Linked DNA regions of Gasterosteus aculeatus: region 1 is linked to region 2. Evidence: chromatin contacts called from public Hi-C data. All regions are on one chromosome and are shown on one strand. Each heading gives the region's core, a stretch centred on a gene start, on an enhancer-like site or on the middle of the called end of the contact. The rest is flanking DNA. Distances are from core to core; before and after follow the strand shown.

Region 1 (7,277 bases), core at 2,754-5,253, 54 kb after region 2:
TCTCCCGCAGCCTCACCCTGGGCAGGGCTCGCCCCGCCAGAGGAGGTCCGCGCCCCCGAGGGTCCGCGGGGGAACCGGACCGCGGCGAGGCGAGCCTCTGCCTGTCTCCCGCCGCCACCCGGGCCGTGCGGGACTACTTTTCCTCCCAGGACGCCGACTCCTGCCTGCAGAGGAGTCAGGAGGTGGCGCTCGCCATCGTGCAGGGGAAGAGGGAGTGGCAGAGCCGGCGCTGCAGCGACCCGAGAGTCGACGACTTTGAGCAGCTGTTCTTCGCGGAGGAATCATACGTGTGAACTTGTGGCGTGAGCAGACCCCCCCCCCCCCCCCCCCCCATAAGATGAACTTCCTGCTTCCGTCTATTGTGAATATTGTGACCGATGTGTGTCAAACATTGAGATGGATTCGTAGTATCGTTGAGTCGTGATGTCTGACCCTGTGAAGAAGATGTGAAGAAACAGCTTAATTGGACATTTGGAGCCTTGAACTAACATTAAAGTCTCTTGTGCCAAAATCTGGTTCCTCTGAGAAATACTTTTCTCTTGCAAAATGAAGGAAGAAATGAAAGCAAAAGGACAAAGACGCATTTTACTTTATGCTCCTCAAAGCTTTTTAAAATGAGAGGTTACGTATTGTAGGCCAGCGGAGAACATGGCCAGGACACGTTGTGAAAGTCGCCTCATCACAACTAAACATATGATCCAAAACGTGACACGAAATACTGCTTTTACTTTACTTAATGTGCAGAAAGAAGCTCCTCCATGTCACACATTTTAACGCTAAGCATCGATGACAATGTGGTCATGTTGCTACTAAGAACACCTTTATCTCCTGTGATGTCATGACTCAGACAAAGACATTATATATATATATATATATATATATAAAATGTCCTAACCCGCAGAGTGAAACATTTTCAGCTTCTCTGAATCTGTGAATCAATCGGGATGCTATTTATTCACAGGAGCCCAGTTCAAGGACACACTGCACGCTGTGTTGTCCTCGGGGCGGGTGGGGGGGGCTGGGGGGACTGGGGGGGGGGGATCGATGTGTGTGCATAAAAGAAAGTCACAACGTGTCCTGAGTAGGAATGTGGGAAAACATGTGCCATGGAGGGAGAAATCTCCTTAAATTCTCACTAGCACAGCACTTCATTATCCTCAACAAGAAACCCTTTCACACACACACACACACACACACACACACACACACACACACACACACACACACACACAGTGTCCTTGTGTATTTGTGTGTGTGTGTGTTGACTTTCTCTTAACTCTTTTGTCCATCATTGTATGATATTTCTGTGCTGATTTTCGTGGTGACTCTGAATAATAATTGACCTTTTTTTCAATGTTAGTTAATTTGCTGAGGTGTGTAAATACACACTTGTAGATACACACATGTAAATACACACTTGTAGATAATATGTTCAGGACAATAGTTCCCTGGGACCTCATCACACGGTTCCATTCTAAATGTCCTCATATCGTATTAATATGTATTATTATACTTGTTGTCTCCATTACAGTCAATTGTGTGTGTGTGTGTGTATAGTTCTGCATATTTATGATACAGAAATATATAAGTATATAAATATATCACCTTGTTGTGTTGTGTGAAAAAATCCAAAGTGTATTTTTCTACATGCCAATTCTGCTGCTGCTGCCGCTATAGAAAGTATATTTGCTGCCAGGCGACCGTTTGTTTACTGTCAGTTTGATGCTCACGAGATAAACGTCATTCATTTTAATAAATGTTGCTCTTGGGAAACAACTTTGCAGATCAAACTAAGTTGTATTTATTGTTTGTGTGGAATAATTTTCCCGTGACACAATTAATAATAAACTTAATGCAGAGACAATTCAAAGAAGACAAGCTGATGTCCCCTTGCATGTCTTTATTGTCCCCTTGCATCTCTTTAGTCCTCTTGCATCTCTTTAGTCCCCTTGCATCTCTTTATTGTCCCCTTGCATCTCTTTAGTCCTCTTTTGATTCCTGCCTGCAGCTCCCTTTGAACAATGAATTACTCCTCAACCTCCCTACAGCACACACACACACACACATGCACACACACACACACACACACACACATACACACATGCACACACACGCATGCACGCACGCACACACACACACACACACACACATACACACACATACACACACACACACACACACACATACACACACATACACACACACACACACATGCACGCACGCACACACTTACACGCATGCACACACACGCACGCACGCACGCACACACACACACAAGATGCAACAGTACACACTTTCCCAAAGTGAAAAGTAACATTGAAGTTGCACTACAGGACTCGTGTGTATTACACACAGTTATTTTATCCACAGGTGCACACGCACACGTTCACGCTTCAGTCACTGTGTGCTTTTGTACTTGTGTCCCTTTCATGTGCGTGTTGCTGAGGAAGAGGAGGAGGAGGAGGAGGAGGGGGGGGGTCACCAGTCTGACCTTCGCTGGCATTAAACTAAACGGATTAAGTCTAACCTTCATCTCGCCCTTTGTCCTCCTCACCAACGCTCTCATCCACGTTTAAAGAAGCGCTTTGAAGAAGCTTTCTGCTTCCTCTAACCGTGGAACCGCTCGAGGTCTGTGGGGGACGTCTGGAGGTCTGTGGGGGACCCCTGGAGGTCTGTGGGGGGACGTCTGGAGGTCTGTGGGGGACCCCTGGAGGTCTGTGGGGGGACGTCTGGAGGTCTGTGGGGGACCCCTGGAGGTTTGTGGGGGGACGTCTGGAGGTCTGTGGGGGACCCCTTCACATGGGCCAGGGTTCTCTGACATGGATGGAGAACTTTGTGTACTTTGATGGCTTTGATACGATATCTTGAATATACACATTGAGTTAACAGCAAAGTGGGCCGGTGACCTTTGAGGGAAACCCCTGCTGCCCCCTGCACGGGAGACCTCAGAAGCACATCCACCCCCCCTCCAGGTCCCTCTGGTTTTGGGGTGTGGGGGGTCACAGACGACATCTTTCACAGCATCAACGTCTGCCGGGGAATAAACTGTTTGTGAAGATCTGTGTGCAAGAATGTTCACGTTTGTTCATCTGTAAGCAACATCTGGAGTAGGGGGGGGGGGGCAACAGCATGAGCTCAGAGGACAAGCTTGGCAGCCACGTGAAGCCACACTGTGTGCGTTTTGTGGGTTTCCCCTCTTATTACCTGCTCACGGGTGGCCATTATATCCGTGACCTCTGACCCCCCCCCCCTTACATAAACTCCCTCGTTAACTACGCCGGGCCTTTGATTACCGGGGACATCCAGAACCTTCGATCGGGCCAGAATGTGCGTGTGCGTTTCACTGTGTGACCCGTTTGTGGCTCTCAGCTGATGCAACGTGTTGTGGGTCCAGAAGCTCTTTGTGTTGACGGGAATGTTTGTGATATCTGGGTTTTAATACACAAAACGTCCCATTTGATGGCGAGCTGTGGGTACCGGTTCACATAGAGGATCAGGACTAAAGTGAGACTGGTCCTCGGTACCATCAGACAGGTCGTGAGATAATGTGATGTAACCCACTGGATGGACCTGATGGGGGGTCACCAACATCTCCAGGTTTGTAAATCAATAACAATGAAGATGAAGATCCCTTGTTCTCTCTTAGCAGGACTGGTTCACAGCTGTCCTCAGCCAATCAACATCAGTCGAACCAATGGAGGACCAGTCTGAAGGTCTTCACCATCATGTTGGTTCCATGTTGTTTTGGGGACACATCAACAAGGGAAACATTTCCATGGGCTCAATAAATCCACCAGGGGGATTTAATTCAGAAATTCCCTCCAATCTGATTATTATAATCATCATAAGTGGCTCTAAGAGGCTTCGGCCCCGTTTGATTCCTTCATCTGACTGAACAATAGCGGGAGGACTGATATGCAGGCTTCTGACTAACGACCGCCGCGCTGACCCACTTCCTGCCTTCCCATTGGCTCACAGCCCGGCGGTTGCCCGGGGAGACGGAGTTGGCCAGCTGTCACTCACCATGTGTTTGATGCAGCTCAGATAGTGAGCATGTTTATGCCTGTGTGTGTGTCTCTTCCCTCTATCGGCGCAGACGGGATGTACAGAACCTACGAAGGGCGGTTTGCATGTTGGTTTATCCTATAAGTCTTTTGCATAATAACAATAATAAGAATAAAAAGCAACAATAGGATTTTAATTCTCTTTATTCTTTATCACGTCACCTCTACGAGACCCGTCCTGGGTCCAGGTGTGCTGGGTCCAGATGTGCCGTTAATAGTATTTTTAAAGGTTTTGTTCTACATTAAGCATGTACTGTTGTTTTTAATCTTTATCATCATTTTTATTCTTAAGTGTAATGAACATGAAACATGAAACTATGTCGCCTTCATTCGTTTGGATCCAGATGTTTGTGCAGTAAAATTCCAAACGTTGACTTCATTCCTCTAGGGAATGACAATGAAGGTCCATCAGGACTAAGACCTCACAAGACCACACAAACAGCTTCTTCATCAACAGAGACTGACTCTGACATCCCACTTTCTTCACTGCACACGTCACTTTGTGTTCGCACTTTATTTTTTTTTCCTTGTATTCCTTTATTCTTAAACTAACACTTACCATTATATGTTCTTTTATTCCTCTTGCACTGTGTTGTCTTATCGTCCGTTGTCGTACTCTCTGCTGTTACTAAGTCAAATTCCTTGTTTGTGACACATTATGGTCATAAATGTCTCCTGAGAACGTTTCAGATCACGTGGTGATCTGCTGCCGCCGTGAGGCCGGACCGTGAACTGGTCATATGTGTAAATGTTATAGGAAAATGGCCATCGGCCTCTCCCCCCTTCAAAAGAATCTAATGCTTTAACACACGATAATCGACGGAAAGTCTCTCAGTCAGCGGAATGAAACGGCCGTTTGCAGCTTGTTGGTTTTGTTAGGGATTTAAGCCAGAAGTGCACCCCTAGTCATAGAATTTGTAGTGCGTGTGATAATGTTTAGTGTTAGAATTATAGTTTGTGTGTTATTAGATATTAGTTATTACATTAACATGTTAGATGAAGTGAATGCAATTTCAATCAAACACAATTCATAGTCATTTAAATCATATAAACACTGTACACATTAACATTCTGTCACAATGTGATGTTAAAACCTGGGGACGGATGCCAATTGCCGTTCTTTATGGATTTCTCCCAATTTTATCCCCAAAAAGGGTTTTTTGGGAGTTTTTTCTCCTGTCAGGTAATAAATGAACAACTTCATGTAAGGCAGCCGACTGAGGCAAATGTCTTGAGAATTGAACCACATGAACTGTTTTAGATCTTAGGATGAAATGTGATGAACGGTGATCATTAATGATGGGTTGTTGTAATGAAAGTGTACTAGTTATAAGATGAAGACTTAAACGATGTATGCTTTGTTAAATTCACTCATTGAGGCATAAAGCCGAATGTATCTACATTGAGTGCATTGGAATGTGAGGGACAGATGGACAGAGAGGTTTCAGGTTACAGCTGCAGATTCACACCTCGACGTGGAAGGGACAATGGAGGAGGTGACCCTTTGGAGAAGAGGCCAATGACATTCAAATGCACCAAAGAAGACACACCTCAAGAGTTTTCAAAGGACCAAAGCGGGGAAAAGACTGTTAGAACTTCTCCTGCAGCCGCGTTGATAAGTCACTTCAGACTTGCTCAGAGGATTCTCTATTTCGCGAAATATTCCACTGTTCGCTTAGTATTTCACTTTGTAATTGTAATCCCTATTACGTTGTTCAGTTATTAAATAACTTTTGATTTTTGAATTTAAACGAATTGACTCATTCGTGTCCTCGTTTCCGGCCGGGACGAGAACAAAGGATTGAGTCCTCCCTCGAGAGCTTCCGAAACCTTAACAGTTTGACGCTTTAACTTCTACGTCCTGTCGTCAGTTAAACAGTTTCCTCCTCTAGTAAGACTTCTTCTTCCTAACTGTCAGATCTGTCAGCACTGCTGCCGGTGTTAGCACCGTTAGCACCGTTAGCTCAGACGTAGCCATCATGGCAACAAATGTGCTCTGAATTATAAAAGTAGAGATAAAAAAGTAAAAATGAATCTTTGACCGTATGCTCATAAATGTTGGCTTGATGTACGAGCGTCTTCTCACTGACATTCTGAATTATATGAGGTTTGTTTAGCGGTTATCGTGTACTTGTGTGTCTGTATTTGGTCGGAACATGCAGCAAAATGTTTGTGCATAATCTCCCCCAAAAGTATTTCTGTACATTCACAACACAGCCGTCTTACATTAATCTGCATAACATCCAACCACAGTTTCTGTTAGCATCCTGTTAGCATCATGTTAGCATCCCTTCCCTTTAAAACAACCCTGGGCAATAAGCACCACTCACGAGGAAGCTTGACTCTGGCTTTTATTGCTCACGTTCACACATCACACAGTCAAAACGTCTCGTTTGGACAGTTTCTGAGCTTCAGCAGGTTTTCTTGGTCCGTGCTTTAGTTTTGGGTTTCGTTTCCTAAAGAGTTCTTTCTGTGAGGTCTGTTTTTATTCTTTTTTTTTTTTTTTCAACAAACATTAACAAAGACACAGTTAATCACGAGGTCGAGTTCATTGGTGGAAAAGCATTCAGCCAATTTCGTGCGAATCTCTTCTGTCTCTTTTCCAGAGTGAATCGTGTATTTAGAGCGGACACATTCTAGGCCGGCTTAAAGCGACGCCTTCGCACTCCGCCTGCTGACAAGGCGCAATCGGAGGACCTCGTACTCGGCCAACTTTTGGAACGAAACTCTCCATCTTTCAGCGGAAAAAACGTGAAACAGCAGCAAATGATCCGACACTTTCATATTTTGGTTTCGTATAACCACCGCTGACCTGAGCGAAGGGAGACGTTGGGAGGCAATAAAACGCCTCTCGCCTTTGTTCCCTGAAGAGGTGGCACTTTAATCATTTTGATTAACGTGAAATAAAGGTAGGAAAACAAACCCGCACAGACGAGGACCTCACTTCCGTCTGATGGATCTAGGCCATCTTTGTTAAAAGAGCAAGGAAATTACTAAAAGGTATTCGTGCCGACTAAAACCCCCCAAGGAAACCATCAAAGGTGCCTGAAGGAGATGGGGGGGGCACATGACAAGGGGCCAAACGGCGTGACGGACGATCAGATGTGTCAGCGAGAGGCTGAACACTGTTGAGTAACGGGGGGAAAAACCAGAGACACCGTTAGCGCAGTTGGCAAAGCGGGCGTCCTCTTCCAGAGCAAAGACTCCAGTCTG
Region 2 (6,273 bases), core at 2,659-5,158:
TGCTTTGGGGCGGCAACCTCCATTTTCAGAGACAACACCAGACTCTGGTTCAGGTTCTCGGACAGGAAAACAAAGCTGGAACACAAAACAAACACGTTAAATAAACCGTACAAGTCAAACCCGTTTCAGGGCAGGGAATAAAGCAGTGGAAGGAGCGTTCATATTTCATTGTCATTTTGGATATTTAACATCATTTACAGCAGGGAAACCAACGCGCTGTAAATAACAATCAGACAGACAGACCTCAGCCCGCAGCCCCTGCTCGTGCTTTCCATGTCGTACGACTGTTCATCCACAGGAGCCTCCAACGTCTCCACAACCTGCCATCCGCACACACGCAGAGCAACAAAAAGCACACGCAGGGTTCCTCAACGGCTTCCTGCGCTCCCCTGGAAGTGTGTGTTTGCGGTACGAACATCTACCTTGTCCAGGGTGCAGTACTGCTCCAGGAAGGGGACGCGGTGTACTTCTCTGGCCATCTGCATGGCGATCTCCAGCGCCACTCTTCTCTTGTGCACACGGTCCACCTCCTCCTGGCTGGAGGAGAACCGGGCCTCCAGCTGACTCAGCTGACTCAGCTGCACGTCCTTCCTGTGGACAAAGAAGGAACCAGAGGATCTTCAGACACGTCGAAGGAATCTCTTTGATCGTACTTCACAGGACACAGGAGTTATCGGTTAGTTAGTTTGTGTCGTTGAGACTTTTAAAAACACCAAAGTAATGGAAGTAGGCGGCGTTGGACCAGCAGCCCCGGTGTTGTGTCAGGTAGAACTAGCGGCTTGTCAATGACGATTATCACTTTGCTCCATCTAATGCGGTGAAACACTGACCAGAGAAGAACCACACGAACACACTTCTGAACAGCTCGCCCGTTTGTGTCCCAGGTTCCATGCGAATGGACCTGAGATTTACATCCTCACCACTTCTGAACGGCCTGCAGGGCTTCGCTTGCAGTCTGCTTGATCTCCGCCTCCAGCCGACTTCTCTCCCTCCTCACCTGCTGCTTCAGGCCGACGGTCAGCGTCTGCAGACATGAGACAGACTCTTCTTATCCACTGTTACATTCTGATGTGGGGAATAGATCCATGTCTAAATCCGCCTAATCCGAACTATGACACTGATAATTGCTGCTGCTGCGCATCGATCGGTGCATTTCTAGTGAGTGAAGCTCATCTTCTGTGGGGATGCAGCAGGCACCTCGTGGATGGTGTCCAGAACGGCGATATTTTCTGCAGCTCGGGCCAACGCCTCATCCACCGACTCAATCTTAATCTCCTCGACATCAACCTGCACAACACACAAGCAGACTTTTAACCACTTTAATCTGACTTAATTGATGTTATTTACATCCTTCTGTCCAGTTTGTTGTGTTTCATGATCCACATTCTGTAAAACCTCACATCTCTTTCCCCCAGATGTGTCTTCTAGCTCTTCTGGGAAAACAAAGGCTATTCCCAGGAACCACAAAAATAGAAACATTCACACATGTGTACAACATTCACTCGAGATATTTCTCCACCCACCTCCTCCAGCTACATTTAAGTTTCCAAGAGAAGCAGAGAAACGCCTCATTTTACAAAAAATGTCACATTTTTCCAGCGTTGATTAGAGGAAAATTAAGTGTTAAACATTGTGAGCTTCTCAGCATTGCACGTCAACGCCGTGCTAGAAGCAGGTAGCCAATCAAATCAAAGATGATTACAACACACTATATACTTGTTTTCCACTCCTTTTTCCCCGTCATTATAATATAATATAATATATATAGATGTACTTATATACATTGATCGTTGGGAATAAGGGTAGATTGAAATTAGTTTAGTTTGAACAGTAACATTCTGGTCTGAGGTGACGGTCACCAACACACCTGCTTGGTGACCTCAGTGCCGGCGCTGACGTCTTTGGCCGGTGTTAATTTGGGCTTTTTGCAATTGAACGATCCAGAAGACCTTAAAGAGACACAAAGGCAACAATCAAAGGATAAAATCTATCTCTTTTTAATATGTTGAACAATCCGACTACACAAGAAGGAGGCATAAAGATGTGTTAAGTTGGCTGTGTCAGTTGGCTCGTTGATCTCAACATTCCAAAATACCTCTTCATCTTGTTCATTTTGGAAGTGTAGATTAGGCCAATGATTCTGTTGTCCTCCGGCAGGGCGAACACTCCTCCTTCAGGAAGCGTTGACTCAACCTGCACAGAGCGAACTTCACGGTCACCCTAAAATCAAAAACTAAACAAACACATATTGTGAAGATCTGCTCCTGTGGCCGGCTGCTGACCAACCACGGTGGTAAAGGAGGACGCGGTTGGCATCGTATGCCTGATCATAACAATACACACAGAGGACAAACAGCCTTCAGGTAATGAAGAAGACAAGTTATTACAGGAATTCCTTCTTTGAGGTTATGAATCAGAATCTGGGAAGAAAAGAACCTCCGTTCTTACATGAAACAATATTTCCCCCCCTCATTACTACAAAAGAAGTCCCATTTCACCTCACACTCCGGACATCTAATGACCCCGTGCCGGTGGAAGGAGAGCAGGCAGGACGTGCAGAAGATGTGAGCACATACAAGCACACGAGGGAGGTTTCCCTCCGAATCATCCTCTGAAAAAAAATGGAAATACAAAAAAAAAACAGACCGTAGGAATAATAAATTATCTTTGTAATGATCCAGTTCAATTTAAAAGCACATCACATCACAACATTAATTAGTGCAGATGTATGCAGGTTCGCTGCTAGATCGTAACAAACTCTAAATAATGTAAAATTAACCTCTTTCCCATTTTTCCAAAGGTTAATGCACAAACTACTTGATTATATGACAAAAAAATACAAATTTCAAACAACACGTTATATTATTATAAATTCATGAATATGGTTTCAAGTAACGTTGAGTCACAACAATGCTGATATGCTTGTTTTGTAGTTTACAGTTGCTACTAGTGAGTTGTTCTTAATTCATTTTGTTTCTATGCCAATGGTTTATGATCTTAATGATTAATAATCAACGGCTGGTTAGTATTTACATTCAACTTCTCCATTTATATTATCAGCTTTAATAGACTGTTTAAAAGTTATTACCTCAGTACTATAGTGCATTTGTGACAATTTGAAAAAAGATGTTTCATAATCGCATAAGAAGAAAATACAGATACATCAAGTCAAGATGTTAATGAGTTGGTGTAGTATTATGGAGTAGATATATGATATGACCAAATGCTTATTTATATGACTGTGATAGCGTAGGGTTGACATTTAGTTATTTGATTTATTAACAACACCACTGTTATTTTTATTATACTTTAAAATTATAATTGTTTTATTAAATCCAGTTACAGGTTCAACTATGTCTGTCACGTTTTAAAAAAAAACGATGGGGGATTCAACATATTTGAATGTGGTTTAAGAGTCACGTGTTCCCGTGAATCGCGTTGGGCGCGAGGTTTTGAGGCTCTTGGTGCTAACTTACGTTAGCTTAGCACACGCAGCTGAAAACAACAACCCCTAGGGAACTACTTTAAAAATCTAAGGACAATACAATATGCTGCATTCCACAAGTACAACGTATAAATTATCGGTATTTGAAACTTTTTAAAAGGACTCGCTAATTAACTAGCTGAGCTAACTGAGCTAGCTTCGCCGCTTGCTAGCTGGCGTTAGCCGATGAAACGACGTGTTTTAAGCTAACTTAAGTTATAAAACACGATATAACGTATTAAACTGTAACAGGGTACATTTACTCATCCTACCCGACAGTCTGAACACCTCCCCGCAGAAACTGCACTTCATAGTGCCCATGGTGCCGAGGTTGTCGCCCAACTCCATCTTTATTCTTACGTTAATGGTTTTATTCAAAGAGGTCGCTCCTCACGACGACCACGGTGCGCGGTCACGCGGTTTTCGTGGTCACGTGACCGCGCAGGGTACGTTCACGGCACCGTGAGTCATGTGAACGGCAGGCACCCGTTCGAAGATCAATAATAAAATGTGTTTTAATGAGCGTCTTCTACTGAATTTATTAATTTTCCATCGTATTGCATCAGGTGATATTCACCTTTATTGACGTTGCCCAAATGGAGCTCTTTCCTGTGGACAGTGGGGGGCACCAGAGACTGAGAGGACCCGCAGGTGGCCTCGGGGGACCTTCACAAAGGCCAGATGGGAAATGGATGTGTTTATATATATATATATATATATATATATATATATATATATATATATATATATATATATATATATATATATATATATATATATATATGTGTGTGTATGATGTTGCTTTAATGTAAGTCGTGTCTACCCTGCGTCTTATTATCTCGTAGCACGTTCATCCTGTACGTCTCTTCGTGAAATTTATTCTCTTTTTTCCTTCTGAACCAATCTCAGCGTGCTGATCCGCAGTAAGTGGGAGTGACAGCCCATGGTGCACGTGGAGGCATCACAGTGGTGAAGGTAAACCTTCCAGAGTGAGCGGGGGGCTGATGCACGTGAAATGCATACCCAAGTAGGAGGCACCACGATCCCTGATCGGTTCACACATCACCTCCGATGTATCTGACATTTCAAGAGGAAAAAGCACAAACACACAACACATATATATGTTTGCAATGAGTACAAAAGGTGCAAAGAAGAACTCACCGTGTGGTCACTTTCAGTTTAAATTAAACTTAACAAGAATATCAAATAGAAGTTATAGAGCATATTCATTTAGCTGCAGACTGAATCACATGCATTGACATATATTATAAATCCATGAATCATTAGAGTTCCACTTTGCACTTTTGCTGTTTTATAACATTATAACATCAATGAAAACGATCTGTCAACGTGGTTGTGGATCCATATGAAGCCGCCCCATGTTTCCTCCTCATCTTTTGTAAACTTCCTGTCAAACAAAAGAATATTTAATAACCTCCTCCGGTCTGAATTCCAGCAGATGGAGAGAATGTGTAGTTATGTGTGAACGTGACACTGAAGGAATCTGGTTTTTACCAGAGCAGGATGATTGACTGGGAGGAGGGGGGGGGGCTATGGTGGTAGTGGGTGGGGGGGCAGTGACGTGTTTACTATGGGTAATGAACCAATCAGCCGGCTGCCTGGGGGGGTGGAGGCGGGGGGGTTGTGGGGGTCTGAGGGTCGCCCCATCTTTCTTCTTCCCAAATGTGGGTCACTTCTCATCCTGGGGTGATTTCCCTCTCATGCCTTTGCAGGAACAATACGCCCCCCCCCCCCCTCCCCCACCTCTCCCCACCAAACCCGCAATGCTCCTAATTGAGCAGCGTGGTCTGGGTAAGTCCTGATGCCTCGCGTTGTCCGCTCTGTGGTTATCATCCAGTCCTTCCATCACCATGTGGGCAAAGACCCCCGAGTATCGAGACCCCCGAATGTCTAAAATGAAAGAGAATCTGACTCAAAGGCTACAAAACTTTAACATGCATTGTACTTCTATTGCTATTTAATTTGTTATGTTGTATATTTTGAATGCTCATTTTGTAGTTATCATTTATACATTTTCTATTTCATTGTTTTATTTTTGTAATATTTTTATTTGTATTACAGTGTGTTGTGTTGGATTCTTGGTTGGCCGACAGTCACTTAAGGGTAGGCTGGAAGGGTTGGGTGGGGTTAGGGTGGGGGAGTTAGGGTGGGGGGTCGTACCTTTCATCTGTAATATATTTAATAATTCAGCCACCCTATACTTAGACGCACGTCCATCTCCAACATATGCTGCAGAACAAATTCTGGGTTTAATGGGAAACCAACAAAAATGACATTGTTCTATTGACAGATGTTATGATTATGATTCCTTCAGCAAACATGCAGATCTTCAGATGTTTTTCCTTCCATTTGAGGAACCTCTTGAGTCTGCGAGGAAGCCCCTCTGACCTACTGGCTGAGTCCTGGAAGGAAGACAACAAGAAGGTCACGCAGGACGCAGGCGACTCATGGATTGGCTTTAAGTGGACCTCCCCCCTGAACCCCCTCAGGCTCTGGCATTAAGAGAGCAGCGGTGCTGGCAAATGACGGGCTGCTTTGTAGCTTCCACGATGCCTTTGTCTGGTCAAAGAAAGACTTGAATAGAATAAATACACTCCAGAATCAACTCCGGCCCAGTAAGGCCCGGTAAGGCTAGAAGAGGTCAGCGCTGTGACCTCACAGCCGTTGCAGCATCGCATGCCTCCACATGGCGGGAACGGACCAGCAGAGAGCCGGAGATCCGACCAATCAGGCAGCTCGATAGCGGGAGGTACAGATCAGCTCGCCTC

The links. A called contact is a pair of places that touch in the nucleus more often than the background predicts.
Region 1: a Hi-C map of skeletal muscle shows a contact between it and region 2, with 5 times the contacts expected there. The contact joins the enhancer-like site here to the promoter of rnf17 in region 2. A contact is called at or near these places in 5 of 6 Hi-C or Micro-C datasets (blood and trunk muscle, liver, skeletal muscle and 1 more).

The regions. Positions count from the first base shown.
Region 1 is chr16:19,095,193-19,102,469 of fGasAcu3.hap1.1, forward strand. It overlaps arhgap20 (Rho GTPase activating protein 20), which reads left to right. Exons shown (of 15, transcript XM_078090894.1): 15 at 1-1,790. The coding sequence ends at 293. Among protein-coding and RNA genes, the nearest start is that of LOC120834470, 20 kb to the right of the region's middle. Within about 2 kb of position 4,004, at least 2 of the 9 cell types and tissues checked have open chromatin away from gene starts, as enhancers often do.
Region 2 is chr16:19,041,533-19,047,805 of fGasAcu3.hap1.1, forward strand. It overlaps rnf17 (ring finger protein 17), which reads right to left and starts at 3,909. Exons shown (of 37, transcript XM_078090891.1): 1 at 3,757-3,909; 2 at 2,499-2,611; 3 at 2,096-2,193; 4 at 1,868-1,949; 5 at 921-1,024; 6 at 423-591; 7 at 244-320; 8 at 1-75. The coding sequence starts at 3,832.